3 separate regions of the Zea mays genome follow, and all the other regions are linked to region 3. Evidence: chromatin contacts called from public Hi-C data. All regions are on one chromosome and are shown on one strand. Each heading gives the region's core, a stretch centred on a gene start, on an enhancer-like site or on the middle of the called end of the contact. The rest is flanking DNA. Distances are from core to core; before and after follow the strand shown.

The links. A called contact is a pair of places that touch in the nucleus more often than the background predicts.
Region 1: a contact with region 3 is called in a Hi-C map of leaf, with 5 times the contacts expected there. The contact joins the promoter of LOC100284097 here to the promoter of LOC100277896 in region 3. A contact is called at or near these places in 2 of 25 Hi-C or Micro-C datasets (bundle sheath and leaf).
Region 2: a Hi-C map of ear shows a contact between it and region 3, with 2.9 times the contacts expected there. The contact joins the promoter of LOC541882 here to the promoter of LOC100277896 in region 3. A contact is called at or near these places in 3 of 25 Hi-C or Micro-C datasets (ear, leaf and tassel).

Annotation. Positions count from the first base shown.
Region 1 is chr9:3,766,820-3,769,519 of Zm-B73-REFERENCE-NAM-5.0, forward strand. LOC100284097 (xyloglucan endotransglucosylase/hydrolase protein 1) reads left to right here and starts at 1,423. Exons shown (of 4, transcript NM_001366610.1): 1 at 1,423-1,757; 2 at 1,887-1,987; 3 at 2,100-2,299; 4 at 2,423-2,700. The coding sequence starts at 1,547. It overlaps LOC103637804 (NLR family CARD domain-containing protein 3), which reads left to right. Exons shown (of 17, transcript XR_004852519.1): 15 at 1-17; 16 at 104-205; 17 at 297-739.
Region 2 is chr9:4,109,975-4,112,674 of Zm-B73-REFERENCE-NAM-5.0, forward strand. LOC541882 (G2-like 1) reads right to left here and starts at 1,268. Exons shown (of 6, transcript NM_001111548.1): 1 at 522-1,268; 2 at 258-398; 3 at 1-169. The coding sequence starts at 1,106.
Region 3 is chr9:3,958,373-3,961,072 of Zm-B73-REFERENCE-NAM-5.0, forward strand. It overlaps LOC100277896, which reads right to left and starts at 1,384. Exons shown (of 2, transcript NM_001371687.1): 1 at 822-1,384. The coding sequence starts at 1,286.

The sequences.
Region 1 (2,700 bases), core at 173-2,672, 190 kb before region 3:
GTTTCAATGAGATTCGAGTAAGCGAACACACAGCGCATCCTATCAGTTATTGGCATTCGGATATATATATCTCGTATTCTCAAATTATTTATATTTCTGACAGGACGACGGAGCATTCGCATTGGCACAGGCGCTCAAGGCTAACGAGGATCTGGCGGTCACGTCATTAAATCTCGCAAACAACTTCTTCACGAAATTCGGACAGGTTAGATCAGTTCGTTTTTAGTGTATCGATGGATGCATGAAGGCATGTTTAATTGAATTCCAATCCATGTCTTATTCTGAGCCACTTGCAGGTCGCTCTTTCTGAGGCGCGGGACCATGTGTACGAGATGACCGAACGGGAGATAGACATTTATTTTTAGGGGGGTACCGGTTCCCCTGTGCACACAGTTAGCACAGGACATGACCGATGCTTGTTTGTCGAGTAGGTTGAAGAATAAGGTCGCGCGGTAGAGCGATGGTTTATCCTTTGTATAGGAAAATTTTGGTGGGTTAGTTAAATATTTTTAGTTACTATGTAGGTTAGCCATTCGATCAGGTGTCTATATGCAAGTTTTGCTGGAAACGTCGGTGTCGTTTTGAACCATTCGTATTATTGGTTGAAAATGGAATGGATATGACGGGCATCACATGCAAACTGATTCTTTTTTGTGGAGGACTTCACTGATGTGGTGGTGTGTGTTCCTCGGAAGTTGAAATGTATTCTCATGCCATCCATGTGGGATGGTGTTGGTAACCTCAGACCTGTCGTAGGCTGTTGTGAATGTCACACAAAGATTTCGCGCGTCTCTGCATGCAAGATCACCCATGCTAGCTGTCTGTGGTTGACTGAGATGGTGGGAAGAGGGTGGTGAGCAATTATTACTATTTGAATAAGCCAGTTTACGCCAGCTACATCGACCGACCCGTGGTTGATGAATAAGCCATCCGCGAGAGTACGTTCGTGTCGCTGTCACGGCTCTGAATCGATCACAGTCCACAAGCACAAACAATTACTTGGTTGACTCCGACTAGGGATCGGACAAACAGGAAAAAAAAAAAGCTAGCTAGGAAGCCCGTACACACATATCACACTTTTTGGTCGTTCCTTCGTTCAAGTCATGTACTGGCTGTGGCGGATAGGTGCGAGAGATCGATGCATATCTTTGGAATTTAAGATCGAGCCACGCAGACGCTGTGTGTTTGTGATGAAGCACTGTCGTCGCCCATGACGGGAAAACGGCTCCATATACGTACTACTAACGTACACACCACAGCGACTCTCCGGCCATGCAGTTGCCGGCTGCACAACTTGTGCAAGTGCATGCATGCATGGATTTGGATCCATGCATGGCCACAGCCCACAGCCCACAGGGGAGGGGAAGGTAGTCCATGCGTGTGCACAACACAAAGCACACTTGACAGACAAAGCTTCATTCCACTTGTTTCCAGCATACGTAGCTAGTGCAACTGCAAGCTCCGGATCCTCCTCATATCAGCTATAAATTAAAAGGTCGTGACAGGTGAGGCCGCGCCGCGAGGAACCGCGTCGACCTTGTCGTCGATGTTGGCTTGCAAGGCGAGCCCGAGCCGGCCGTGCGTCGTCCCCCTTGTTTGCCTGCTGGTGGTGGCGGCCGCAGTCGTCGTCGTCGCTGCCTCGGCGCCGCCGGCGGAGGCGGCGTTCGACGACAACTACGTGGCGCAGTGGGGTAGAGATGGTTATCACCTTGTCGTCCGGGGCACGGAGGCGAATGTCACCATGGACCAGAGCTCTGGTACGTACGTACGTACACGTACGTGCGTGTGTGCAACGTGAAGGGCAGCGAGACCTTTGCGTTTTTTATTTCAAATAATTGTCGTCGTGACTCGTTCGTGAGTGATGGTGCGTGCGTGCGTGCGTGCAGGTGCCGGGTTCCGGTCCAAGTCCACGTACGGCTCAGGGTTCTTCCACATGAGGATGAAGCTGCCCTCCGGGTACACGGCCGGCGTCGTCACGACCTTCTACGTGAGTCCGACGACCGATATATATGTGTTGTTGCATGTGCGTACTTGCTCCATCATCAGTCACTATCTCCGAGATCACGGAATCTGCATCATCTTCGACGTCTCTCTTCCAGCTCATCTCGCAGCCGGAGGATGGGAGCCGCGACGAGGTGGACTTGGAGTTCCTGGGCGACAAGGCCGGCGTGCCCATCACCCTCCAGACCAACGTCTTCGTCGACGGCCGCGGCGACAGGGAGCAGCGGACGCGCCTCTGGTTCGACCCCGCCGCCGACTTCCACGACTACAAGATCCTCTGGAACCCATACCAGCTCGTGTAATATATACTATATATAAGCTAGCTACAAGCTACTCCGACCGACCGACCGACCGACCGATCCTTAATCATATCCCCATACATTTCACATGCATGACACACATGCATCTCGCGCGCTCGCAGGATGTTCGTGGACGACACGCCGGTCCGGGTGCTGAGGAACCTGACGGGCGCCGTGCCGGGGTACCCGTTCCCGGGGAAGCAGACGATGCTGATCCGCGCGAGCGTGTGGGACGGCTCCGACTGGGCCACGGACGGCGGCCGGACCAAGGTGGACTGGTCCAGGGGCCCCTTCACCGCCGGCTACCGGGGCTTCGACGTCGACGGCTGCGCCAACAACGGGAGCGACGCGTGCCAATCGCCCGACCTATGGTGGAACGCCGCCGAGTACCGGAACATCA
Region 2 (2,700 bases), core at 18-2,517, 150 kb after region 3:
GAGGGGTCCCCGCCGGCGGAGGGAAACCGATGGTCGGCACGGTCCACGCGTTAGAGTCGGGCCTCTTCACGGCGCCGCTGGGGGCAGCGTACATCGGCCGCCGGTGCGTCGTCCACGTCGCTGCCTCCACCTCCCTCGCAAGCATGTGCTTCCTGTGGGAACGGTACTTCTGCTCCAATTTAGATAGCCAAAATCGGTCGCGGGTTAGCACAAAGGAAACATTGGTAGTAGCTGCTGGAGTACGTCGCGGCACGGACCTGCAGATGGCTGGCTATGTTATGCCGCGTGAGGGAGTCGATCCCCATGATCTCGAGGATCCTGGACGGCACCGCCTTGTCGATGCCCAGCTCCTCCACCGCCTGAACGAATCTCCGGTGAAGCTCCGGCGTCCAATCCACCTGTGTTAAGTTAAGACATGTCAGCAGAGCACACATGCATGGTATCATCGCTTTGTTTTGCTATATATTTAGGGCTTTGCAATTATTGCTATACGCCTATACTGCATGCGTAGCCCTGCGTACCTTTGCTTTCTTCTTCCCTTGGGAGTGCTTCTTGGACACCTTGCGCCGGCTCTCAGCCTCCTGCGACGACGATGCCGTCGACGACGGTGATTTTTCGCCGGCAAAGGCTCCTCCACAGCCGGCCTCACCGGAGTCGCTATTATTATTACCGGCGGCTGCTACCTCGTCGGCATGGTCGCACTCCCCTTTCCCTTCTTCCACGTCTGCGCACGCTGCGTCGTTGTCCTCGCCAAGGACACCACAACACGGATCCACGGCGCCTATGTGCGCCGCGTCCGCAAAGGGCAGGACACTGGGCACCTCCTGGTCCGTGACGCCGCCATCGCCGCCGGCGGTGGCGATTGCCTCGAAGTCAGCGAAGACGATCTCGGCAGGGTCGACCTCGAGGCCCGGCAGCGCGTCATCCCCGTCGTCTAGCCTGAGGAAGAAGTCCCCGAAGTCTATGTCGTCGACCGTGAAGTCGAAATCCAGGTCCGAGTCGGACACAGGCCCGACGGCGGTCTCCTCCATTTCCTTGCTGGCGCCTCCTCCGCCGCACTCCTCCGCATCGGCACACCGCACCGGCGACGGCGACACTGCAAGCATATCTCGAGCACGCCACACGAAGCCTAGTGTCTATACTATAGATACACTTCTTGGAGCGAGCTCAGGCAGCCAGCTATAGCTCAGGATCGAATGAAGTGCAGTGGAAGGAATGGCCTGTTAGGGTAGGTTGTTGTAGCTTGTCTCTGCACTGTTTCGCTGTTTTGCTGTTGGTGCCATATGGCGAGCCAGTAAGTACTCGCTCTCCGGGGAGTATTTGTGGCGAACGGCGAAGGCATCTCGACCACAAGCCTCGCAAAGATCTCTCTGAATCCTTTAGATGGGTGGCCTTGTCCGCGAGCGCAAGTGCAGCTTGGTCGCTTCTGCGAATTATTGTGGCCTCGTAGCGAGCGTGTGCCTGTGTGTGGCCGAGTCTTTTTTGGAACCGCCGGTTTTTTTTCCTTTTTCTTTTCGTTGATGCAACTCTGGGCAGAGAGGTGGACTCGATCTCGTGAGACGGTGGCGAACAACAGGAAGAGAACAAGATATGACAGCGGCTCAGCTGCATGTATATCGGCTGGAGACTGTACTAGTACAGTGACGTTTTCTACTGGCGGTCCTATTAGGTCTTCCCCAACGGGACATCGTGGAGTGCTGCCCTGAACTTCACGTCTGCGTTGAGCTTGGAGGTCATGCATGGAGGCTGCTGGATTCGTGGATTCTCAGTGTCTCGCAGAAGCTCCGATGGCCTAGTTCGAGACGGAGCAGTATATATAGTTCACAATTCTGGCCCTTTGCCGAGCGTTAAATAATTTGCTTATTGTTTTTCTTTCCACAGTCAACAAAACAAAAAAAAAACTCTTTACTAATTGTCAAACAAAAAACGCTCGACTAAAAAACACTCAGCAAAGAAACATTTTGGCGAGTGTTTTTTAACACTCGGCAAACAGCTAGAGAAATCATTCGCTGAATGTTTTTTTTACACTATGCAAATCAAATTTTGAAGAAAAAATAATTGAGCTGTAAAAGTTTTCAACTATAAAGTTGTATAACTCATCGAGATGTATATTTTTGTTTTGGTTATTTCTTTATAGGAAAAATAAAAGTAAATTTATTTATAAAACTTATATGTCTCTCTTGTAGTTTATGAAACTACAAGAGTGATGTATAATGTTGGGACTTGCTCTCACTCGCAAGGGGGGCCAACAATGGTGAACAGTGACGTTAATAGGGTTACGCGCTAGATGGCAATAGCTCTGTTAATCTGGCCTCCCACGGTCACTGTGCGAGGGTATTTATAGGTACCTGAGCGCCCAGCGCCTTGTGCTAAGGACGCATGTGCCCTGAGCTACCTAGGTTATCCCCAGAATATTCCCATAAAGCAGGGTTACAGACTGTAATTACAGGGATGCCTTTACAAATTAGGCCCGTAACACGCGGCGGCCACGCAGGGCCCGTTACACTGGGCCGGATCACACGTGGGCCTCTGAGCTGGACGAGGCCGCACTGTGGGATGACGCCGTCGCAGGCCTTCGTCTGGTGCCGAGTCGAGCGAAGGGTGTCCCTGCCCGTTTTGTCTCTGTCAGACCAGCGACTGCAGCGAAGGCCTCGAGCGAAGGGTGGCGTCTTTGCCTTCGCCCCAACATTTGCCCTCCGA
Region 3 (2,700 bases), core at 134-2,633:
GAATGTCAAACACACTTATCTAAGGGCTAGTTTGGGAAACCCATTTTTTCAAGAGTTTTTCATTTTTCTAAGGAAAATTAGTTCATTTTTTTTGGGAAATTAGAAATCCCATGGAAAAATGGGGGGCCAAACTAACCCTAAACATATGATTATCAGGCGGAAACTGAAAAATTTCCCGGTGCGTCCCATCCCTGCCATTATTTTTTCCATGTGATGTGAGGAAAAGCAAGATGCGACGAAGCTAGTTGTTATCATGCATGATATATATCACCTACTTTGGTCTTGCCCCCAGAACAGTTTGCCTGCTTTTCTTTTTTTCTTCTTCTTAAATCATATAAACCCGGCCATCGCATACCATGTTCCGAGTAAACTATTCGGATTATTCCTTGTATCCTGATCGTCGGTTACTTTATAGCGATATCATTTGCGATTTAAATTGGTTTGGGTTAGGTAGGGGTGCTAGTGGCGCGGGGAAAAGGTGTGTATTAGAATAATCAGGAGGGTGGGGGCAGATATAAGTATAGAGATATCGACAGGAATAATCAGCCTCTTTATCCTTCCGAAAGGCTATCACCCTACTCTTATATTTACTACCAGTCAGCAGACAAAAACATAATTTGTGGCAGGAAGTAAAACTGGTAGTGGAGCTGTGTGGTTGGTCGCTGGTCGGTCAGTCAGTCAGTCAGAGAAGAAATTCTGGGAGTAGAATTGCAACTTAATAGGAGTATTCAGACCAGAACGCCAAGCGGGTAATGACGCTGTCAGTTGTTTGTTGGACTTGGACATTGTTTTGGAATTGGACGGCAATCACGGAGCAGTACCTGATCAAGGCAGCCATCCGCCACCTGCTCCTGCGGCTGCGACTCGTCGCCGGAGCCCGTGCTCCCGCCCCCGTGCTTCGGCTCAGCTACCTGCAGCAGCAGCAGCTGCTGCTGCTGCGCCTTCCGGGTCTTCTCCTCCTTCTTGGCCTGCAGCGCCTTGGCGACCTCGGCGACGGTGATGAGGCGGTACGCCTGGCCGAGCACCAGCGTGTCCCGGGGCTTGAGCAGCTTCACGCGCGTCACGCGCGCGCCGCCGTGCCTCTGCTGCTCCTGCTCCCGCTGCCGCTGCTGGGACCGCTTCCCCTCGTCGCCGGCGCCCGCGCGGTGCGTCACGAGCGCCACGTAGTGGCCCGGGTTGGCGCGCATGACCTCGGCGGCGCTGGTGGCCCAGTACAGGCGCTGGACGCGGCCGCCCGGGTGCTGCACCACCGCCGCCGCCGCCTCCGCCGCCTGGCAGTTGCCCATCCTCGCTCGATCGGTGATCCCTGCTCCTCTGCCGCGCCGTGGCGTGGGCCGTGGGTGTGCAGCGCAGGGGAGGGGACGCAGGCACGCACAAGTTTGGTGCTGGCGGCGGCCGCGAGCGAGCGGTTTTATGATTTATGATGAAGCGGCGGTGGGCGCGGGCGGTGGGTGGGCAGACTGCCTGTGGCCTGTGGGGTACTAGCGACTTACTGAGACGGCGCTCCACGGACGGATCCAGATCCAGCGGCGTCCATTGCCTCACCGCGCGCTGGTACCGGCCCGCATCGGCGTTTTTATTTGGCTCACCGGCACCGCTCCCCTCTGCCCTGCAACCATGGAGCGTGGCGTTGGGCCGTTGGCTGCTGAGCGGGTCGCGTGCACGCGCGCTGGTGCATCTCTACGCTGGGGCCTGGGGGTAACGGCACGGCTACTACAACTACGGGCCGGCCTGCAAGATGAGCTCGAGTGATCCGTACGTCCCTCCCTGAAAAATGTCCACCTCATCGATGGAGGAATCCAGCGCTCAGGCCGTGCATTGAAACCTGCGCCGCTTTGGATCTGTGCACCGCCGCGGAGTGTTTGTTTCAAGACACTAATTTTTCCCTCTATTTTATTTCATTTTACTTACTAAATACTAAATATGAAAACTAAGGATGAATAAGCTGCTAGAGGGTTGATGCATAGAAATAAAATCAGGTTTTATGCAAATTAAAATGTCAGTAACATGCTGCTTTGTTCGATTTAGCTTTTATCCATGTTGGATTTGGTTGTTTGGCATGCCACGATGGTGGTTCAACCCCCTCTCTCTCCGGTCATGCCTTTGATATGGTATTCTGGTATTCCATCCGGTCGATAGGGATTATGTTTTCATCATGTTGCAATAGGGCTAGAAATAAACTGAATCAAGATCTGCTCGGCTCGTACACTCAACAAGCTTAAGGAGGAGGCTCGGCTCGAGGTCGGCTCACAAACCGACTCGACTCGATTCGCGAGCTACACCTTAATAAATAATATTGTATTATATAATAACTTAATAGTATATAAATGTGAAATATATAATCATCATACAATTATAAGTAATCTACATTATAAATTATCATATATCAATCATCAAAAGTTAAAGAACAAATCGGATATGTATAAAATTATCAATATCCATCATTATTTTATATATTGGTTAATTTGACATAGCTCACGAGCCGGCTTATGAGCCAGAACGAGCCGGCTCGGCAGGGCTACTACAACTCCGGGCCGGCCTGCAAGATGAGCTCGACTGATCCGTACGTCCCTCCCTGAAAAATGTCCACCTCATCGATGGACGGATCCAGCGCGAAGGTCGTCCATTGAAATCTGCGCCGCTTTGGATTTGTGCACGCCGCCGTGTTAGTGTTCAACACACTAATTTTTAATCTCTCTA